Regions from separate parts of the Mus musculus genome. Here regions 1 and 2 are each linked to region 3. The links are chromatin contacts, called in public Hi-C maps. All regions are on one chromosome and are shown on one strand. The core of a region is the stretch at or near the end of the contact, and the rest is flanking DNA. Distances in the headings are between cores, read along the strand shown.

What was found. A called contact is a pair of places that touch in the nucleus more often than the background predicts.
Region 1: a contact with region 3 is called in a Hi-C map of liver, with 2.5 times the contacts expected there. The contact joins two enhancer-like sites. A contact is called at or near these places in 2 of 484 Hi-C or Micro-C datasets (both in liver) and 1 of 9 other capture datasets (adipose tissue).
Region 2: a Hi-C map of liver shows a contact between it and region 3, with 2.5 times the contacts expected there. The contact joins the promoter of Lexis1 here to the enhancer-like site in region 3. A contact is called at or near these places in 1 of 15 datasets of contacts at CTCF or cohesin (pro-B cells), 5 of 484 Hi-C or Micro-C datasets (the N1E-115 cell line, embryonic stem cells, liver and 1 more), 6 of 115 datasets of contacts at active chromatin or transcription factors (the NIH/3T3 cell line, differentiating embryonic stem cells, embryonic limb bud and 2 more) and 1 of 9 other capture datasets (pancreatic islet).

What each region holds. Positions count from the first base shown.
Region 1 is chr4:53,312,709-53,316,655 of GRCm38.p6, reverse strand. All of the region lies in intron 2 of Gm52737 (a long non-coding RNA gene), which reads left to right. Among named protein-coding and RNA genes, the nearest start is that of Gm52737, 13 kb to the left of the region's middle. Within about 2 kb of position 1,300, at least 50 of the 459 cell types and tissues checked have an H3K27ac peak or open chromatin away from gene starts, as enhancers often do. A contact at or near this core is called in adipose tissue and liver, where this site is marked.
Region 2 is chr4:53,216,714-53,220,854 of GRCm38.p6, reverse strand. It overlaps Lexis1 (a long non-coding RNA gene), which reads left to right and starts at 2,494. Exons shown (of 8, transcript XR_390567.4): 1 at 2,494-3,504.
Region 3 is chr4:53,589,845-53,594,010 of GRCm38.p6, reverse strand. It overlaps a transcript of Slc44a1 not described here. Among named protein-coding and RNA genes, the nearest start is that of Fsd1l, 40 kb to the left of the region's middle. Within about 2 kb of position 1,335, at least 29 of the 459 cell types and tissues checked have an H3K27ac peak or open chromatin away from gene starts, as enhancers often do. A contact at or near this core is called in the N1E-115 cell line, adipose tissue and liver, where this site is marked.

The DNA.
Region 1 (3,947 bases), core at 51-2,550, 280 kb after region 3:
CTCACTTGTTATATGGTTGTGGTTGCAGGGAATCCGTACTCATGCTTGTGTGGCAAGCACCTTGCCCAGAGAGCCTCCTCCCCAGGTCCTCAAGGGTGCTCTTCCTAAGCTGTGTTTAGACCCACCCACAGCCCTCTTTCCTTTCTGTTTGGGGGGTGGGGAGAAAATATAACATGAAAAGAATAAAACTGAAACTCCGCAGGCTCTTCACCACCACAGCCAATAATAACAAACCGACTCTGCGTAAACATATATATATAACATTTTTGAGGCCCTTTCAGTTCTTATTTCCCTTCCAGGACTTGCTGTTTGACAACTCCCACCGAGCACAGCACATTATTTATACAGAACTCGCCTTTGAAACAGATCAAACACTTCCACACTTCTGAGACTTTGGACTTTCTGTTGTTCTCCCTCCATGAAGTGCCCTCAATACCCTGCTTTGGATACTCCAAGCTCTGACAAAAGTCAGGTGTTCCTCTCTTCTTCCTTTCCCACTTGGGGAGCTACTTACTCCTTGAAGCCGTGCAAGGACAACTCCATTTTAAGAAAAGCCAGTCCCCACACACTCATGTCCCCTCCCCCACCAGCGGCCCACTCGCTACCCGTTTTGGGATCCATGAGTCCACTGCCCTCCTATCCAACCTATCATGGGCCACTTCTCTTTTCTTGGAAACGAGTGGGACGAGTGGGCCTCAGACTCAGCTGGAGACAGGATTTGCTGGACAGGGCTGGGCTTGGGCATCCACTGGGGCTCAGGACACTGCAGGATGATTCAGAATAGCCTGTGAGCTAGCTTGTATGCAGACTTTCCAAATTGCTAAGGAGACCCCTGTTGTTTACTGGGCTCCACCTTGTCTGGCAAGAGCCAGCCTTCGGCCTCAGGAAGTACTATAGCGCCAGAGAGCTGTGTTGGCAGGCCTCCACCAACTGTTTACTCTTGTTCCTTGTGTGAATGTAGGAGTCTGGTGGTGGATCTCATGAGGGGCATGTCTGATGCTCTTCTCAAGATGCTCGGGCCAGACAGAATTCCAGGCTTAAAGGGAGTGGGCTGCAGGAAAAGAGAGAGTCCAAAGTCCCCAGCCTCTCCTTTATGCCAGGCCTTCTGTCATAGCTCCACAGGAGGGGGGTGGGGTGCTTTGCTCTCTGGCACACTCCCACCCACATTTTTAATTAATGGAGCGATTTACTCGTTCCTGTTGTATAGTCTTCGCTCACCCCTATTTTCTCACTGTACAGTGTAACTTGTATGTCACAATTTTCTACACCCTTCCTCTTGGCCTTCCCTTCACTCCCAGGCTTGGAAAACACCGAGTTGAGTTCCAAGAGAGGAGGTGTTTCCTGGCCACTGCAGCTAATCAGAGCTGAACTGATTGGCAGCAAATTCCAATGCCAGGTGCTTTCCAGAGCCTTGGTTCACTTTTGAATGATCTTGGTAAAAAGCAGGGGCTTCTAGCCTTGCTGATAACACATCTGCTTCCTCAGACTCCTAAAACACAGAACAGTTGATGTGATTGGAAGAGAGCAGCTAATGGTGTTTGAATCACACGGGGTCTGCACTCATCTATTGTAATAGTAATGTGCAGGTAATGGTGTCTGAACTCACACGGCATCTACCACTCGTTCACTGTAACATCAACGTGACTCGAGCTTCTCCAGGGTCTACCCACTTCAGGGTGTCGCTGTCCGGGTCACCTTCAAGGAGATGACCAATCATGAATTCATCCCTAGGAGAGTGTTCCCCAATCACACACAGACATTGCCTTGATCATCTCTCCCTTCCTCCACATGGGTGATGTCACCCCCATAGCTGGAGGGTGAAAGGCAGAATATATCTTACACGATACCTGAACATTGCAGATCAAATGTTATTCCATTTCCTGGTTTCCCCTCCCAAAGCCCCCTACCCCCTTTATCCCCCTGCTCACCAACCCACCCACTCCCACTTCCTGGCCCTGGCATTCCCCTACAGTGGGGCATAGAGCCTTCACAGGACCAAGGGCCTCTCCTCCCATTGATGACCAACAAGGCCATCCTCTGCTACATATGCGGACATATGTAGAGAACATATAATCCTTTTCCCCAGGAGGAACTCTTTCTCCAGTTCCTCTGGTTTGGAGTTTATATTGTGCCGAGACATTATCCCTCATTCCTCCGTCTGCCTGCTAGTGTGACTCTGGGCAAGCAGCACTGGAGAGACTCTTTTCTAAAAGCAATTCCTTAGCTCCGCATAACTGTGCAAATGGTCTGGGAACAGACATCTGAGACCTCCTTCTTGCTGCTTCTGGGACTTTCCTCTTTCCGCATCATGTGAGCAAACCATTTCTCCATCCTCCCTGGAAATGACTCCCAGAAGCCACATACCACCTCATCAAACATAACCCAGGCAGAGCTGAACCCTGGTTTAACCTCAAGTTGGGACACCATTACGACAACAAATACTTTGTTCAGCTCTCCGACGTTTACGAAATCTGTTCACATTGCTTCGCTTAATCCTTAAAAGAGCCCGTTGGGGTGTGTGGAATCTTTGTCTTTATTTTATGGGGAGTAAAGTTGAAGCTCAACAGGTTGGGAGATAGGGTTATGGTTACTTACTTAGAACCAGAGCTTTGCTGTCCTGGGGCATATGGAATGTTGGGCCCTCTCCTTATAAGACCACAGCACCCAAGACTGTTGCTGGAAATGTGAATAACATGCTTGCATGCCTGGAGTTGGAGGTAGCTGCCACTACAAGAGGTGGTAAAGTTGGGCTGTCCAGGTAAAGAGTCAGTCTTCCTAAGAGCCCTATGAACCTTTTCTGTTCTTCATTTTTCTTGCCCTCTCCGGCATTTGACTAGGACTTTTTGCTTGGTGAATTTTGGGTATCTTGTATTCTGCTTGCTCTAGTATAGGCTACTGAGCTATAGTTTTTTTTATGTCTGTACATCTATTGTGTTGTGTGCAGACATGTGTCCTGCTCTATCACTCTCTACCTTAATCCCTTGAAAAGGGTTCTCTAAGTAGAACCTGGAGCTAGGCTGGCAGCCAGCAAGCCCGGCAGTTCTCCTGTCTCTGTCCCCTGCAACACAAGGGTTCCGGGTGCATGTGTGACCATGCCTTCCGGCTTTTATGTGGGTGCTGGGGTTTGAACTCTGATCTTCATGCTTGTACAGCAAGTGCTTTTACTTACTGAGCCATCGCTCCAGCTCTTTGCATCTTTTAGTGCCCCAGAGTGGAACTATGGATATAGTAGATGCCCAGGAAGTATTCATCGAATGACAAGCTGTTTCTTAGATTTCCATGTGGACAAGTCTGTGGTAGCCACTTCTTTCTCATGAGTATGGCATGATCATGGGAAACTCAACATGGAATAACTCAAATTTATTGTCCTGACTCAGTTTCCACCTCCTTTTGATACTCAGTTTTAGGCTCACTGATACAGTTGCCCCAATTCAGCAAGGTTTCTAACTTCAAACAAATTCAGGCTGGAAGTAGATTTACTATCTCAGGGCCACTGCTGGGACTCGGAGCCAGTCATCTGTTCAGATTGTGGATTCTATGATCTAGCAACATGCTCTGATATTTGTTTCTCAAAGTGACATCATCCCTCACTATTGACCTAACATACTGATCTGGGTGTCTTCACTGGGCTTCCTGTCCAAAGACATAGTCTTCTTTTAGGACTAGACACTGATCCTAATTCATCCTGGGACCTGACCCCGTGTGACACGTGCTAGTCTCCTCCCTGCGTCACTGTTCTGGATCTGTAAACCAGTCCATTGATGTTCATAGACAGTTGTCTACACAAAACCTCCCATCTGCCTGACTGCTGGCCTCACTCTGGGAGAGCAGCCGGGATGCTTACATCTCTCTAAACAAGTTGCCACTTGATTGGACCAGTTGCTCCAGTCACCCCTGGGCTTGCTGTGTCCTTTGGCCATTGTGTCTCTTGCATCTGGCTTCATATT
Region 2 (4,141 bases), core at 1,245-3,744, 370 kb after region 3:
CACACTATCCACCACACTGCCTGGAAATGCCTCCCTCCACAGTTCCCCTGACATCCTTAAAACTGCCTACCTTTACAAAGTAATTCTTTTTTTTTACCCATTTTATATACAAGGAAACAGAATCACAGAGATTCAATTGTGTGCTGAAAGATGATTCCTAAGAAGAATAGTCTCCACCGCCAACCTTTGATTCCAAATCTTCTGTTTGCTCCTCTTTGGAAGAAAGGCCTTATCTAAAACCTCATAGAGACTATTAATTAGCTTGTAGCTGTGTATGGTGGCACAGGCTGGACCTGAGTTCTTAGTGGAGATAGGAGGATGAGGAGTTCAAGGCCAGCCTGAAATACATATATCTCCTCCTCTTCTCCCTCTTTCTTCCTCTTCCCCCTCCCCCTCCTCCTCTTCCCCCTTCTTCCTCTCTCCTCCTTTTCCTCCTCCTCCTCTTCAAAAAGTAGTGGCTTCTGAAAGAATGAAGTGAAAGGTCCTTCCCAGTGAAAAAACAGCAGCAAAAATCACAAGAGGCTCAGTGAGAGCAAATGAACCAGAAAGAGATGTAGACCAGGGCTTTGCTTCATCCGTTCTCAGTATATTTACCAATGGTGTTCTAAGGCCAGTAAACCTTTCGCTAACAGATACATTGGTATATCAGACAGACTGAAATGCCTCTACTCCTACTTCCATCTATTCCTCTCCTTTAGTCAATCACTTAGGAAATGTTTTAATGAGCACATACTATGTGCCAAGCACAGTTGCAGGCACTGCAACCAACTTCACTCTCTGCCCTCTTCTATGTGCATCCCTGATGAAAGTCATTCATCTGGAAGGAGGGCATCACTTGCTGGACCTTCTCATTTAAAATTTCCTGTGATAACAAAGGAGAAAATCTACAGATGGTTTTCCAAGCCACCTCTACTAACCCCCAGCAAGTGTTGGATCTGAAGACCCAGAGCCATGGGAGGCGCTGAGTTTCGGCTTTTCACTTGTTGTAGGAGGTGGGGAATCACTTTCTTAGAGCCTCAGTTTTATCCTCCGAAAACCAGCGATCAATTATTGCACAAGACTCGAGAGGGTCACAGGAGAATTCAATTATAACCATCCAGCTCAGGGTTCAAGTATGTTCAAAGCTCTCAGCATGTGGGACTCTCAACAGGGTAATGATTCAAGTTCCAGGCAGCCATCTTCTTGCCAATGGCAACAGAGGCATCCAACAGCCTCCACGTCTCCCCTGGTCACCTCAGCAAGGCATGCAGACAGGGTTACTTTCGGGCAAGGGTAGCCCAATTGCAGCCTTTGTTTTAATCAGCCTGAGCAGCAACTCAGTGGAGGGCCCATGAGGCGGTGACATTCCAACTCCCTGAGACACTCAAGGGAGCAGATTCTTGGAAAGAGATGGGAGTGGGAGGAGGCTGGCCCACTTCTATTTCCTTTCCTCTGTCTCCAAGGCTCCTTCAGGAAGGGAGGACACCTGCTGCTCTCTCCAGCTCTTTGCAATTCTGAGGAATAGCCCAGAATTAAGGGATAGACAGAAGTAATAAGAGTGGGATCAGGTCCCTGCCCTCCCCTCCTGTCTGATATGCTTCTAGCTACATAGGCAACTGTAATGGGAAGGATGCTAATGGCTTCCACCAAGCCCAAAGATGGGGAGACTCCCAGATGTCTATAACTGCTCTGACCTTACAAGAAAAGCCACTGTTCGTATACTCTCCCGGCTCCCTCTCCTCTTTTTCTCTCTCATTGCTCTCTGAGCAGAAGGTGAGATGCCAGTCTGTGGGCCAGCCAGTCCTTTGATCTTGGCTTATCAGTGGGAAATTTACTGGTATTGTGGCACAGCAGTTTGAGCAGACTGTGCCAGACTCAGTACAGGATTTCCAGGGGAAGCAAGGCATTCTCCGCCTTCGGTGCTTACCACCTGTTTTCAGCGATGGACACATTCCAGACTGGGTGCCAGTTAGGGCTGCTGAATGGATATAAAAGCCCTCGTGTTGGGGAACGTCACAAACAAGCAGTCACTTCAGCCTGCCAGACACAGTGACAGCTTCTCTTTGAGACGCCTGGGGTTGAAAAAAACTCTAGCTGTTCTTTTATGAGCTCACTCCAATAAACAGCAAATTTATCAAGTGTGAGCAGTATTTCTGCCCTCAATGAACGAAGAACCCAAAGGGTAGCAGGTACCTTCATCAGAAAGGATAGAGTAACTTCTTATCGGAGGTCTTGCCAAAACGCACTCTATTTACCTGTTATTTACTCTGGAGCAGGTTTCTGGAACTCCCTGGGTCTCAGTTTCCTTTCTCATTACTTCAACAGATCTCTAAATTTAAAAAACGCAAGTGACGCTTTCCACATCATAGTAGCCATATTAAATAGTATGCCATAACTGTTTTTCTCCACCCCTTGCACAATTCCAGGTCCTCATTTGTTTACAGAGTGCCAGTTGCCAAGTTCTCCAAATCTCCTCCATTCGGGCATCCTTACATTACTTTAGCTCAGGCATCATCCACAGAAGTAAGTGCTTGCTTAAAGAAACTTGCTGCGTCTGGAAGGGCACAGGACAGGTCCTGCAGCAGGCCTGCCTGGGCCTTGGCCCAGCGGTGCCTGCTAGTTACCTTTCACCTACTTCTGCAGCGGCAGCCTAGCGGGGTAACTCCAGGTCAGACTTGGATCTCTGCGCGCCTGCGCAGAGCTGGCTGCCGGCTGCAGCTAAGCATCCCTAACGTTGTTTCTTTTTTCTTTCTTTTTTGGTGGTGGTTTCTGCTACTCTCGGAAATAAAGGCTGTGGGCCTTGCGGACGTGCTTTGATTTCTGTGTGGGCACGGTCCCAGGCCGGAGAGGGTAACCTGGACCTCTTCCCAAAGTTGTCACCTACCGCTAACACCCCCAGGCGCCCCATCCTTCCCTTCCCCCATTTCTGGACTTTCCGCTCCCCTCTCTCCCACAGCTTGGGGCTGCCCATCTCCTCGCCCCCAACCCCGCCCTGATCACTGCCCCTGGAAAAGAGCAAGGCTGACTCCGGAGCTAGAGAGGAGCACATTCGAGCGAGAAGCTACGTGGGTGCAAACAACACTCCAGTTTCTGCCCGGGAGGAGCCGGATCTAACAACTAGGTTGCAACCAGAGGAATCGCGCTAGTTGAAGGCGTCTAGGCTGCCGTGCGCCTCGGGGTTACTGCCGGGCATCGCGCGGGCGGGGCGGGCGCTAGGAGGGGCATGTCCTCGGCCTCAGGAACCATCATAATGGAAACACTCATAGGCATCTGGAGAGGTCTGAGGCTCTCATCCACACCAGCCTCGACGATAGGAGTCTGTGGTGGTCCTTCTGTTCTAGAAAGTGCCCTCTTTCCTGGCATCCCAAAAATCTGGGAGGGTCAAGGAGAAACTGATTTTCAAAAATACCCTTTCCTGCAGGAGTTCAAGCCCCTACCTACCGACCGACCTGTGGTCTCTGAAGTTGGACAATGCTCCCCAACAGGTGCAAACAGAATACCTGTTTGACCGGGCTTTGTCTCTAGGTAAGGTGAAAGGACTATGCTGCGCCCTTACATCTCTGGGTTAAGCATCGTTAACAGTAGAACTTGGTAGTTCATCTGATGGTCCCTGGGCTTTTTAGCATTGGAGGTGAGCAACTCTACAATTTTCAGCCCGTTGTGTCATGTTGCCCCTCTGTCCCACAAGACCTCCAGGGAACAGTGCTAAGCTGAATTAATTACCTTCAAAGTGAGGCCTGTGTTGTGTGAGTGGACATTTTGAGGTCTGCTAGGTTTTTTTGAAAGATGACAACTTTTCGGGACATTACATTGAGGCAAAGTATGTAGTTCATTCCCCCCAAAGAAAGGACAGATTCACAGGCACACACCTTTTATTTTCTTACTCTGCCATAGCCTCCGTACAGTATCCAGTCAGTTGATAATAGACTCATCCTCACATGATACAAGAAAATGTGTGGTTGGTGGGAATAAGGGTCTTATGCTTTCTTTTTAATATGAATATATTTTAAAGAAACTCTTGAAGGTATGGGTGTCTCATGAGAAACAAACCAAACCAAACCAGAACACGAAGGCTGACCACAGAGAACCTAATCTGAACCCTGGCAGCCTGATATTACTATATCCTAAAGGAGAGTCCATGTTTTTAATGCAGTTTAGCAAA
Region 3 (4,166 bases), core at 86-2,585:
CATCTGTTGAGCCCTTACCAGTTGCCAGTTCCTATGGGGCACTTCTACAAAGTCATGAAGCTCATCCTGTGAATTTAGACTTCATCAAGGGATCATTCATTAGATCCAATAAAGACTCAGCTTTTCTCAAATCTACCCATCAAAGAGCCTGGTCTCCACCAAGGAAAGAAAAAGACCCCTTTTCCACAAAGAATATTCATGTATTTACAGAAATTGCTGCCAAAAATGGTCTTAATGGCTAGTTTACTGGACATAAAAGTAACAGTGTAGTTGGGAATGGATCTTATTACTATGGCTTTAAACACAGATTAAAAGAAATATACCCATTAGTATCTGAAAATCAAAATGTTGCTGTGTTTTACTGCCACATTAACATGATAAATCCAAGTTAAATAACAACTCTGATAGTCTAAAATGAGCTGGGGTGAGCTGGGGAGATGCTTGTTGCATAAGTATGGGGTTCTGAGTTGAACCCCCAGAACCACAGGGGGCGATGGCTTAGACTATGGAGGTGGGAACATAACCAAATTATCCCTTTTGTCCTCAACTCGCTTTTGGTCATGGTGTTTCATCATAGCAATGGTAAACCTAAATAAGACACAACCGGAAGTGGGAGAGACCGAGTCAGAGAGAAGGGTGTGGTTGTCGGTGCACTGGGAGGCAGATCTGCCTATGATCACTAGGAATCTCTGGCCTGTCTGATCCTAGGTTCAGTTGATCAGTTCCAGGCCAGTGAGAGTCTGTCTCAAAACACAGATGGAAAGCATTCTGAGGTATCACATCTGAAGTTGACTTCTGGCACATCCACATCCACAGACTGGGGGGAGGGGGGAGGGAGAGGGGAAGGGAGAGGGAGAGGGAGAGGGAGAGGGAGGTAAGTTACATTGCTACAAATGAAATACAAACAAAAATTCCATGGGAAATTTAAAGTTTCCATTCTGTGGCTATCCAGGGAGGATGACAGAGAGCACAGAGTAAGAGACTTTAATGAAAGGCATGCATCTGAATGCCACCCATGGGCAGAAACCACTGCTCAGTGAACGAACTCAGCATGCCCTGAGTCCACCTTCATTTTTTTCTTCTTCTTATTATTTTATTTCTTTATAATCCAGCCATTGTCCCCTTCTGGTCTCCCCTCCCACAGTTCCTCTTCCTATTCTTCCTACCCCCTGTCTCCAAGAAGGTGCTCTCTACATTTTAACATTTTCCTGACCATTAGAAAATGTCTTACACTAGAATGGAGTTTGTGGTCCCTGAAGCGACCTTACACTATGCGTTCAATACTGTAATGTCCCAGCTGCAGCCAGTGTCACCAGCTTCTGCAGCTCTCTCCAGAGCCTGGGCCTTCACTTCCTCCCCAGAATTAAGTCAGTCTCGGGCCTGCTTCAGTTCTGAGTTTTCCTCACATCCTGTTTGATAAATGGGAAATGCCTGAGTATCCGACAGGAAAGCCTTCTGCCCCTCGAGACCGAGCACAGCGCCTAAGTTAGGACATGGTGTCAACTGTGCAAAACAAAACAAAAGAGAAAAGGGATCAGTTCTCCTGGAGCCAGCCCAAAGTCAGCAAGGCCAGATCTGGGGAACTCTTCGAAGATGCTCCATCTTCCAGTACTGTCGTTGTCAGTGTCTGGGTGTCACGTAGGCTTGGGAGATTACAGCCATTACAGTTGTCCCTCTGGTAGCCAAAAACCAAAAAACAACAACAACTGCAACAAAACAAAACAAAAACAAACAAACAAAAAACCAGGAAATCAAGACAGGAAGCAGCTATGTCAGGTGGGCAGAACTGGGAATATCGTAATACCGCAGCTTGCATCTCACTAGTCAGAGGGCCACTGCAAGCCTCTGGGAACTATGATAAGGTGTTGCACTTGGCCCATCGACGTGGCATCTGGGTTCTATCCATGAGGAAGGCCGGTATCATCCACACTGGGTAAGACAATTAGCAGTCACTACAGCAGCCGGATAGAAACGCATGACTAACATGTTAATTGGCAGATGGAACAGAAATATGTCTTTGTAATCACTAGGCTCTTTCAGGGGTCTGGGATGAGATTATAGAAACGGCTTATTTTCCTACATCATCCCATGAGATATGAATAACTAGCCTGTCTCTTTTTCAAGCAGATATCTTTTCCAGGCGTTCTCTGAAAGTGTTCCATTTGTTTATGTTCAGGTACAGGCTGACCTACAAAAAGTAATGCAGACTCATCTCCCTCCTCCTGCTGTCTGCCGTGCTGATAATAGAGCCGAAGAATCGCCCAAGCTCGAACACCCACCATCAGCTCACACAGAGTGCGCCTTGAATTCAGATGCGTAATGGGAAGGCATAGGGAGTGCTGGGGACGCACAACCGAGAGTCCCTACTCTGTGATAGGAACTCCGCCATTTTCTTAATAAGACTGATGCCATTCAGAAGGTCCCCAGGGCACACCCGCCTCATTTGTCCATTGTGACCTGGCTTTATGGGCCCATGGAAGCAAATGCATTATCACCATTAAACTCCAGGCTTGTCAGATTTAGTCCACTGCACCTGTGCTCTGTTATTGAATGAACTATATAATCAGCATTCATACTGCTAAGTCACCTTAATATTAAGTTATATTTGGGAGATGGGTGAGCGCTGGGTTCATCCACAATGGAAACTCCCCAAATAATAGTTGGTTTCCATAGACAGAGGTCAGCAGACCGCAGTTGACATTGTAAGCCAGCACCCAGGTGCCTCACTTTCACACTGCTTCATCTTGTATGCAGTCTAGTTTCAAGGTTATGTCACTACCCAGGAAGGCTGTAGGCCTTCTAGCCACCATATTTGAATCCCAACCGTCTGGAAAGCAGAAGTCAATGGCTCTTGAAAGGCATTTCCTAGCAGTCACTTGTCACTGATACAGTTCCACTAGAACTGAGTCACAGGGTCACAATTTACGTACAGATCAGGCTTGTATGGGGTGACTGTAGTGGTTTTTGTTTTGTTTTGTTTAAGAAGTCAGGTGATCATTACCCTCAAAGACTGAGGAAAAGGATACTGGGAGCAAGGTCATCTTGGCAACTCCAATTCCTTATCCACATTAGTAGAATAAATATTTAACTCTTCAAGGCCAAGGCCAAGAGTTCATGCTTCTTGTGCATGCCTATTGCTCATACGGACTGTGCATGATCTTAGGTAATTTACGAGCAATATTGTAGTTAATACTCACAAGGCTCTCTGAAGACACTATTATCCTACCACATATGTCAGAAAACAGAGCCCAGCGGCCAAGGTCATAGAGTTCACAAGAAGCATAGCCTCACTTGGAGGATAAGTTCTTAATTAACTTTGTGCGCCTTTGGACAATGTGGTGGTGGTGGTGGTGGTGGGTGGGGGGAGAACTTTCTTGTCTTTGGCTGCTGTTCCTTTGGAATTTTTCATTACACATATAAAGAGTCCGTCTTCTCTGGAGCTCTGGTTGGGTCTTTGAATTAACAACTATTTTGTCCACATTTCTTCTTATGTCTGTTTTGGAGTCTTGTCCTTTATAAATAGGATAAAAAGGGTCAGAATGAGCCTTAATTTGGAGAAGAATGGGAAATCTGTCCGTGCTGGAGAGCCCAGCAAATGAGCCTGACCTGGCAGAGCTCCAAAGGACAGGTTCCAAAGCTCTGTGGCAAGAAAGATAAGCCCTGGATCCACCACTCACCCCAGGACAACACCCTTTACCTGCTGTTTGCTAGGCTAAGACTTGGAATGTTTGATATGAGGACTCAAATGTGAGCGTACATGTGCCCACCACGAATACAAGCACCAGGCAACAGAGAGCATCTGACAGGCCTGTGTTACTTTACTATCTTGCTGCTGGCCCGTGGGACTTCATTAAGACTTCCAGCTGTATGCAAACAGGAAAGAAACGTGAACGCTTAGAGGGTGGAAGAAAGGTGAGGAAAAATACATCTTTTTTTTTAATATTTTCATTTTGCTATTAGTAAGGTAGCTGAATGAACAAATGCAACTGAAGGAATAAAAACAACAACAACAACAACAACACCAATTCCAGAGTTTTACGGCTGTCCCTGTTCCTAAAACCTGATGGCTTTGTCTTAACCGAGAACTTGACACAATCTAGTAGACTCACCTGGAGAGAAAGTTTAATGAGGGAATTATCTAGAGCAAATTGGAATGCGGGCAAGTC